Regions from separate parts of the Sus scrofa genome. Here all the other regions are linked to region 2. Evidence: chromatin contacts called from public Hi-C data. All regions are on one chromosome and are shown on one strand. Each heading gives the region's core, a stretch centred on a gene start, on an enhancer-like site or on the middle of the called end of the contact. The rest is flanking DNA. Distances are from core to core; before and after follow the strand shown. Region 1 overlaps ITGA9 (integrin alpha-9). Region 2 holds the start of ITGA9 (integrin alpha-9). Region 3 overlaps ITGA9 (integrin alpha-9).

The links. A called contact is a pair of places that touch in the nucleus more often than the background predicts.
Region 1: a contact with region 2 is called in a Hi-C map of retroperitoneal adipose tissue, with 2.0 times the contacts expected there. The contact joins the enhancer-like site here to the promoter of ITGA9 in region 2. A contact is called at or near these places in 3 of 5 promoter capture datasets (fetal skeletal muscle and liver), 12 of 47 Hi-C or Micro-C datasets (embryonic fibroblasts, fetal skeletal muscle, heart right ventricle and 6 more) and 1 of 2 datasets of contacts at active chromatin or transcription factors (skeletal muscle).
Region 3: a contact with region 2 is called in a Hi-C map of retroperitoneal adipose tissue, with 2.5 times the contacts expected there. The contact joins the enhancer-like site here to the promoter of ITGA9 in region 2. A contact is called at or near these places in 1 of 5 promoter capture datasets (fetal liver), 8 of 47 Hi-C or Micro-C datasets (fetal heart ventricle, liver, mesenteric adipose tissue and 5 more) and 1 of 2 datasets of contacts at active chromatin or transcription factors (skeletal muscle).

Annotation. Positions count from the first base shown.
Region 1 is chr13:22,530,534-22,533,346 of Sscrofa11.1, forward strand. The region is part of intron 18 of ITGA9 (integrin alpha-9); the gene reads left to right. Among named protein-coding and RNA genes, the nearest start is that of CTDSPL, 180 kb to the right of the region's middle. Within about 2 kb of position 1,393, at least 2 of the 83 cell types and tissues checked have an H3K27ac peak or open chromatin away from gene starts, as enhancers often do. A contact at or near this core is called in retroperitoneal adipose tissue, where this site is marked.
Region 2 is chr13:22,297,134-22,299,906 of Sscrofa11.1, forward strand. ITGA9 (integrin alpha-9) reads left to right here and starts at 1,364. Exons shown (of 28, transcript XM_021071658.1): 1 at 1,364-2,010. The coding sequence starts at 1,826.
Region 3 is chr13:22,431,862-22,434,793 of Sscrofa11.1, forward strand. The region is part of intron 15 of ITGA9 (integrin alpha-9); the gene reads left to right. Among named protein-coding and RNA genes, the nearest start is that of ITGA9, 130 kb to the left of the region's middle. Within about 2 kb of position 1,545, at least 25 of the 83 cell types and tissues checked have an H3K27ac peak or open chromatin away from gene starts, as enhancers often do. A contact at or near this core is called in fetal liver, liver, mesenteric adipose tissue and 3 more, where this site is marked.

The DNA of each region.
Region 1 (2,813 bases), core at 143-2,642, 230 kb after region 2:
CATTTTTTAGATTACGTGTGTAAGAGATCTTATAGGATATCTGTCTTTCTGTCTGACTTCGCTTAGTCTGTCTGTCCAACCATGTAGCTGTAAATGGCATTATTTCATTCTTTTTATGGCTTAGTAATATTCCATGGGGTATAAGTACCACATTTTCTTTATCCAATCCTCTGACACTTAGGTTTTTTCCATGTCTTGGTAGTATAAATAGTGCTGCAATGAAAATTGGGTGTTTTATGAATTATTAAAACTAATAACGTTGGAAAATTATTTGCATGCTGGAGTATTTGTACTCTGCAGTGATTGCAAGAAGCAGCTTAAGCTGGAGGAATTTAGAATTTCTTGGAAGTACCTAATGAGCCGCCAAAGTGGAGCAGAGGGGAAGAGAGTCTCTGGCTACCGTCAGACACAGAGGTGAACCTCCAGCTCTGTTTCTTGCAACCACCATGGCCTTGGGCCAAGGGTTATGTTTGTCTGTGCCTCAGTTTCTTATAAAATGAGATGGGCTGAGGATTAAATGAGGCCAACACCACTACTTGTATGTGATGCATACCTGCCATGGTAATGCCTATCTCCCCACCACACTAAGCACATGCTTTATAGTTCATTCATTTACTTGGAAGGTATATATTGATCACCCACCTCAGACCAAGACTAAATGCTGAGGGGAAAGAGGAGAAAAATGAGACTATAAAACAGAGGTTGTGAGTCAGAGGGTGTTGACTCTTTTAAATGGAAAATCAAGACCTATGGTCTTCACAAAGGGCTGTGTGTGTGTGGCTCCATACTTGCCAAAAAAAAAAAATATAGTGTTGAGCCGAGCCTATTTTTATAATTAATAAACTGCCTTTATTTAAAAAATAAAATTATATGAAAATAACAGAAAGCTCAGTAAATGTCAGCTCAGCTAAATGTTTTTGTTAGCTTTGGTGGCTCTGCTTGCTTTTAATAATACTTGCTGATTTTTTTTTTTCATTTACATACCATTTGCTGAAATATTGGAATTTTTGGTTTGGGAATGTTGACTTTTTCAAATCCAAGATATATCATGGTTCAAATATGTGATCCATGCAATAAAAAAAAATCAGAATTCAGAGAACTAAGAGAATGATGTGGTTTAAAAACAGTGGGTTGTAAGACAGGGCCAGGAGAGGACCCACCCAGAGGTCCACTGGCATGTGAAGCCCTGTGAAGCTTGGCAGCGGAATTGGGTTTTTATCACAGGCAGTGATGGGCCAGACTGAAGGTACAGATGGAGCAAAAAGACACAAGGACAGAGGCTGGGACATCCTGGGGCAAGAGCCAAGAAGAACCAAACAGTACAGGGACATCAGAAGTGGGATTCCATCTTGGGGCAGGGTGGGTGGGCAAGGGAGGGGAGGAGGACACGTGGTCATGAGTCCAGTGGGGAGAACGCAGAGCCTCCACGGGATGCGTTGGATCACGTTCAGAGCACTTCCTATTCATAAGAAGGAAGTTACTGCCCAGTGGCCATAAGTCACTGGATGAATTGCTGTATCACCCCCTAGTCTCCTGGAGGGACATTGTGATAGAAGGATGGGTGCATGTCCTTTTATTTCTTCCATGACAAGGTCTAATGTGGGAGGTTTCACAACATAGGAACTTGCTGGAAGGAAGCCAGTTTTGCTCTTTCTGAGGAGTGAGTGCTTTCAGTTCTGAATTAAACTCAGTTTTCGGGGGTGGAAAAGCAGCAGGGCAGCTTCTGCAGCTTTCAGTGGCTTATTCTTTATGACAGGAGTCCTAGAGGGTTCATAAGTTGGTTTCCCTTGTAAAGCGATTCTTCCAGCTTAAATCTGCCTTTACCCCAGAAAGGGGAACCTCCTTCTCATGTTCAAGGCCAACCACTCAAGATGGTGCCCTGCGATAAGGCTGATCCAGCTTCTTACCCAGGTAGAGCAGGAAAGGTTTAGACCCTTCCAGTCTGCATACCTCTATATTTGTGCAAGTGCCCGGGCCTGTTCTCAGACAGAAGATTTCACCCAGGAGCCTCATGCGTACACCTGGTTAAAATGAAATCAATTAAGTGGAGCTGGGAAGTCCAACATTGCGCCTCGGAAGGATTTGTGGAAGGAAGGGCGCACCCCTCATCCTTCAGCGTGTGAACAGATGGCAAACAGCCTTCCTGCTCTCTGCCACCGCCCTCACTCATGGCAGGAACTGATTTTCATTGTGTTCTGCTTTCTCCGGTGTCTCTCGTCAAGTTAATAGTAGCCTCGAGTAAAACTGCAACCTTTAGATGTTTATAGTCATCTTAGCCGGGCCATTAAGATGATGAATGGACTTGCTGCTTGCCCTTGTAAGAGAGCCTTGAGGGTGGATATCAATACACAGAAATAATAAGTCTTTTCTGCCCCTTTCCTGTTTTTAATCCGGGGCCCCAAGCCCCCTGGTGCTTTACCTTGAACTCCCTGCTTAATGCCAGGCAGAAAAAGCTCACCTGGATCTAGGCCCATTTGAGGCTCTAACAGAGTGAGCTCTTTCTGTCACACTGTTGGTCTGCCCCATCCTGCTCATCAGAGATAAGTCTCATGTTCCCTGGAGCCCCTTGGCATCTCTGGGTTGTTTCTGCTGGCCCTGACTGTCCCCCTGGAGAGGACAAGTATGGGACCAGGCTGGGTTTGCCGGTCCTCACCTGGATTACCTGTGGCACTAGCATTTTTCTGGCCCTCATCAGAGCCATCCTAACCCAGAGTGCCATCTGTGCCTGGGAGGAAGGCCGGGCCCTTTCTGCAATGGTGAGGAAGCAGTGGAGAACCTCAGACACCCATGTCAAATCGCAACGTGGCCTTGGT
Region 2 (2,773 bases), core at 114-2,613:
AGGTGTAACACTTTGTGCTGAGCTCTCTTAGGTGACTGGGCAGCCATGGGGTTCCACTAGTGAGGCTGGGCAGCTGGGACAGAGAAAAAAGCTTGGGGAAATTGGACTAAAACCAACTTTTCCCAATTTAATTTTACTGCTTTTTTTTTTTTTGACTTGCTATTTAGAAAACAAACCGCCCCCCCAAAAAAACCAGAAAATAACAAGTGTTATGAAAATATAGAGAAATGGAAACTCTGCGCTCTTTGTGGGGATGTAAAATGGTGCAGTGACTGTGGAAAGCAGTATGGCAGTCTCAAAAAGTTAAACAACTACCATATGATCCAGGTATTCCACTTCTGGGCGTACACCCTGAAGAACTTGAAGGTATTTATCTGGAACAGGTAACTATACACCTATATTCATAGAAGTATTATTTACAATAGCCCCAAAGTGGAAACAAACCAAGTGTCAATCCACGGATCAATAAAGAAAATATAGTGTGTACATCAATGGAATATTATGTGGTCTTTAAAAGGAAAAGAAATTCTGGGAGTTCGCATTGAGGCTCAACAGAAACAAATCTGATTAGTATTCGTTAGGACGCAGGTTTGATCCCTTGCCTTGCACACTCGGTTAAGGATCTGGACATTGCCCTGAGCTGTGGCTTAGGCCAGTAGATACAGCTCGAATTTAACCCCTAGCCTGGGAACCTCCATATGCCACAGGTGTGGCCCTAAAAAAGATTAAACATAGAAAGAAAGAAAGGAAAAAAGAAAAGATTCTGATGCATGCTACAACAAGGATGGACCTTGAGGGCATTATGCTAAGTGGATTGCCAAGCACAAAAAGACAAATATTGTATGATTCCACCCGTGTGGGGGTACTCTGAGTAGTTGAATTCATACAATTTGTTGCCAAGGGCTAGGGGGAGGGAATAAATGAGGAGTTAATGTTTCATGAATATAGTTACAGTTTTGCAAGGTAATTCCTAGAGATTGGTGTCATGTCTGCACAACAATGTAAATGTACTTAATGCCACCACACTGTCCACTTAAAGATGGCTAAGATGGTAAATTTTACACACACCCCGACCCATCCACCCAAGCGGAGGTTTTGATTCAATAGGACCTGCTGACTGGCATTTCCAAGTTCTCAGGTGCTGCTGGTGGTGCAGGGATCACATGTACGCACCAGCTGCGAGGAAGCCAGGTGATGATCCCGTGAAGATGTCCTCTGCTCGCTCCCACGTGGCTATCATCGTTATTGGCATCAGCTGGCGTTTCTGGAGCGCTTGCGGGCTAAGGGTTATCTCAGAGCTGGGTGAAGAGACAGCGGATGGGCGGGGCTGGAGTATAAACTTCACCCGCCTTCACCGGTTCTCGGTTTGAGTGTGACACCTGGCAGGACTGCAGGGAGGTTTAGAATTGTCTAGGGACCAGGAAGGTGGGGCGACTGGACTTCTCTTCCGCTGCGGGCGGCGGCGGGAGGCTCGTGGCCCGCAGGGGGCGCTGCAGCGCCGTCCCGCCGCCGGCCGCCCAGGCCGCCCACCCCGCGGGCGCGCCTCTCTGCAGTCCAGCGCCGCCCGGGCCGGGACCGGCTCGCTCCGAGCGCTCACACTTCTCCGCCGGACAGAGGACGCCGCCCGCTCCGGGCCGCCCCTGTGCTCGCTTGCAGCGCCCGCTCAGCTCACGGCCCTCGGCCCGGCGCCGCGTCGCGCCCGCGTTCCCCCGCGGAGCTCCGGCCCCCGGGAGCTTCTCCGCCGTCGGCGGACCCTGAGGCCCCGCTGCCGGCACGCTCGGCGCCCTGCTCGCGGGGCACAGGGGAGGGCGGCGGCCGGCTGGGGATGGGCGGCCCGGCGGCGCGGAGGGGCGCCGGGCGGCTCTGCGCGCTGTTCCTGGCGCTGGTGGCCGCGGGGACTCCCGCGGGCGCATACAATCTCGACCCGCAGCGCCCGGTGCGCTTCCAGGGTCCCGCCGGGTCCTTCTTCGGCTACGCGGTGCTGGAACACTTCCACGACAACACGCGCTGGTGAGTGCCCTCCGGCCCCAGCCCGGACCCCGACCCCGGGCAGGCCTCAGACCCTCGGCTGCCGCCACCGCCTTTCCGGCCTCTCCACGCCGCCGTCCCGAGGGGGTGATTTAAATGTCTCTGTTGCGCGCAGCCGGGCTGCCAAGGGAAGGCGGGGAGAAGGGAGGACGCCGGTCCCGGTCCAGCGGACGCCGGAGCGGGCGCCCGAGTCGAGTCGGAGGGGATCGATCGGGCTCCTGCCCGGGTTTGAGAGCCGCCGGGGTTGCCCCCTCGCCTTCCCAACTAGACTTATCTTAACTCTCTGGGTCGTAGAGTAACTTGGTTCCTCCAGCATCCTGACTCCCCGGGCCGGGGAGACAGGACTCCTCGGTTTGGGGAACCCTTGGTGACACCCCATCCACCCCTTCCCGGCTTTGAGCCCCTCCTGCCGGCTGCGCAGGAAGTAGATAGAGTATCCCCGACATGCGAAATGCTAGGGGAGTGGGCTGGGTGTGCACGGAGGAGGCCTAGTGTGTTGTCGCCTATTCTCTTACCAGACCCTCTGTGGAAGCTGAGAGGGTCTGGGAGGCGGGGGGTGGGGGTGGGATGGTCCACGACCTCCCAGTAACTAGGCTCATGGGGCCAGTGGGTGATTTCTGGGGCAGCCTGGTCCTCATCTCACATGGGGCTGCTGACCAGGAGATAAGCGCTCAGTAGCGGTCACCGAGTCCAGTTGCCTCCTGAGTGACCCCCTCAGAATCCCAAGGGGTGGGCGCTCTTCCCA
Region 3 (2,932 bases), core at 295-2,794, 130 kb after region 2:
AGACATTCATGAGTTTATGGTTTATTACTCTCCTACAAAAGAAGGTTAAAACTGATATGGTCATCAAGTATCCAGGATCCTTCTCTCTTTCTGTCCCACTGTCCTCTGATCATGACTTCTAGCCTCATAGCCACCTTATTGCCCAGTATGCCTGCTGGAGCTCCAGCCATCACATCCGAATTCCAGATGGGAGACAGGAGAAAGAGAAGAGTACAAAGGAGTATGTATTGCAGCTAAGTTGTCTGTCTTTGTGGAAATTTGCCAGAAGGTTTGCATGATAATTTATGCTTGCATCCCATGACTACCTCTTCCTCCATGGGAGACTGGGAGATGTTGCCTGTAGCTAGGCACGTTGCAGGCAAGGCACATGACAGTCTCTGCCGTGGTCCAGTGTATGTCAACCTTGTGCGTGGACCTCAGCATACACTGCCAGGTATTCTAGCCATTTATATCATATCTAACCCTCCTATCAGACCCTCAGCTGTTGGAAGCCCTGAACCTCTCCCCTCCTCTTTGTACCATTTAAAGCTACCAATCCAGGGGCATCTGTGCTGGGCCCTCAGGCTGTCTTTGCTGAATTGAGTCAAATTCAGCCCCTCCCTTCACAACCCCCCCACCCCCCAGCTCCCTATGGATCTGCAGTTATAAACAATTTCTTATCAAGCATTTCCAAAAAATTCTTCCTGAAGAGCTTTTACATAATTATCAGTTTAATATGTGATTATGATCAAAGTGCTAAAAACTATTAATACACTTGGAAAAATCTAGGTCATAAAAATTGGCAGTATTGGTAAACATGTGGTTATGCTATCTGATTCCAGATGTTAGAGAGATAAGAGAGAAACGTTTCACCAGTGATCAGTATTAAAAAGTCAGGGAGAAATATTTATAGAAAATGCTTCTTTTTTCTCTTTCATTTGGGTTTGAACTCAGAAATATAAGGTCAGAGTTTGCTGAGAAGCCTTGTGTCAGTATTTTTGCAATATTTGTAAAAGGGCAGAGAACCCTGAAAATTAAGTTATGTGAATTTATGTTCCACCACATTAAAAAAAAAAAAAAAAGTGGGTGGAAAAAGTCAGAATGGTTGGAAGGAAGGGCTTTCCCTTTTGCTCTTGGAGGGAAGGAAACTCTGACTGAGCCGGACATCTCAGCTGGAAAGTGTCTTTGCTGAGCCCTTGCCATGTGACCGGCTGATTCACTTTGTCTCTAGGTCCCCAGAGAGGTGATGTAAGCAAGGCCTGGAACTTCTAGGGAGAGGCGGGAAATCGGTGCAGGCCCAGCCCTCTGGCATTGGAAACTGAATAGAGCTCTGGCCAAAAGCAGACAGAACTTTGCAGCTACAATGTGTGATTCTGTTTCAGGTGTTGGTCATAAGGTCTGTTTCCTCTTCCTCAGCTTTCCTTGCCTTCTTCCCTTCCCTCCCCTTTTTTCTTTCTTTTCTCTTTTTTTTTTCTTCCAGTTTTTCTGGTGATCCCTTGCAGCCATTCTGTGCAGCTGTTCTGCTCTCCCCCAGTCAGCCTAGGTCTGATTTTTGGAAATACCTGAATGAGGAGCAAGAGGCTACCGCCACAGTTCTGGTTTTGAATCTGGCAAACTGCACCAGGAGGTTCCGTAGAAAGAGCCTGGACTTTGGAGTCCGTGAGACACAGGTGTCAATTCCAGCTCCAGCATCATTGGCTGTAGAGTTGGGGCAAGTGATTTCACTTCTCCGAACCTCCCAAGTCTCATCTGTACATGGAGGTTAGTTCCTACTTCAAAGGGCTGTTAGGAGGATTGAACAAAATATGAAGAAAAGCCCAGGGAGGTGGACAAAGTCCAAATTGTGTTGGGCTGCGTAAGCCGTGCTGAGAGGTTGGATTTGATGAACGTGCTCTGGGAGGCAGGGCGGTGACACGATAGGATGGATGTTTCCAGAAGGTCACTCTGGCCCTGTGTAAAGAGCACACTGAGGGGGATGGGCAGAGTGGAAACAGACAGCTGAGCTGGGAGGAGAGCAGTGGAGAAGGGGGCTGAACCTTTTAGGGGTGAAGACAGTAGGAGCAGCTGCAGTCTTAGATGTGGAGGAGGGCAGGATAGAGAGCCTTCAAGCTGGAGTCCTAGGTGTGGGGAGGGTGGTGCCTGTCCCGGAGCCTGCAGAGGACCGTGCACCTGGCCAAGTCCGGATCCATGAGGACCTGGAGGAAAGAGAGGTGTGTGTCACTGCCCTCGTTGAGTGGTGAATACCCTAGGACAGGCCAAGGTCTGCCTCTGCTCTTGCTTTGAAGCTCTTGTGCGCCAACCGTGCACCATTTAGACAGCAGCTTCTAGAGCCAAGTTGGGCAGTTTCTAGAGCCAAGGGGGGCAAGGCCTGGAAAGTGACACAGTCTCCTGAAAGCATTGGGGACCCCTGCTAATGCCCTTGGTTGATGCTGGGCCTTCACTGGTGCTGTCTGGTGCAGAGTCAGAACAAAGTGAAAGCTACTCAGAGCTGGATTCGCGCGGGCTCTGGAATCTGAGCCACATTCTTGAATCTGGGTGCTGGGCTGGCATGACCGTTGGAGGTAGATCAGGACCCCAGCTCCAGAAGTTCCACCTGGGTAGATTGTAGGGGTTGGGGACTGGGGGTGGGGGGTGGGAAACGCCTGGAAATCTGGGTTTCGAAGCACTTCGAAAGACACTGTCCCAGGAGGGGGTGGTCCATGTAACTCCTGTTCTGGTTCTTTTATTTCCACTTTCTTTTTTTTTTTCCTATTTAGGGCCGCACCCTCAGCATATGGAAGTTCCCAGGCTAGGGGTTGAATCAGAGCTGCCAGCCTACACCACAGCCACAGTCACAGCACTGCAAGATCCAAGCCTCATCTGTGACCTACACGCAGCTCACGGCAATGCTGAATCCTTTACCCATTGAGCAAAGCCAGGAATCCAACCCACATCCTCATGGATACTAGTTGGG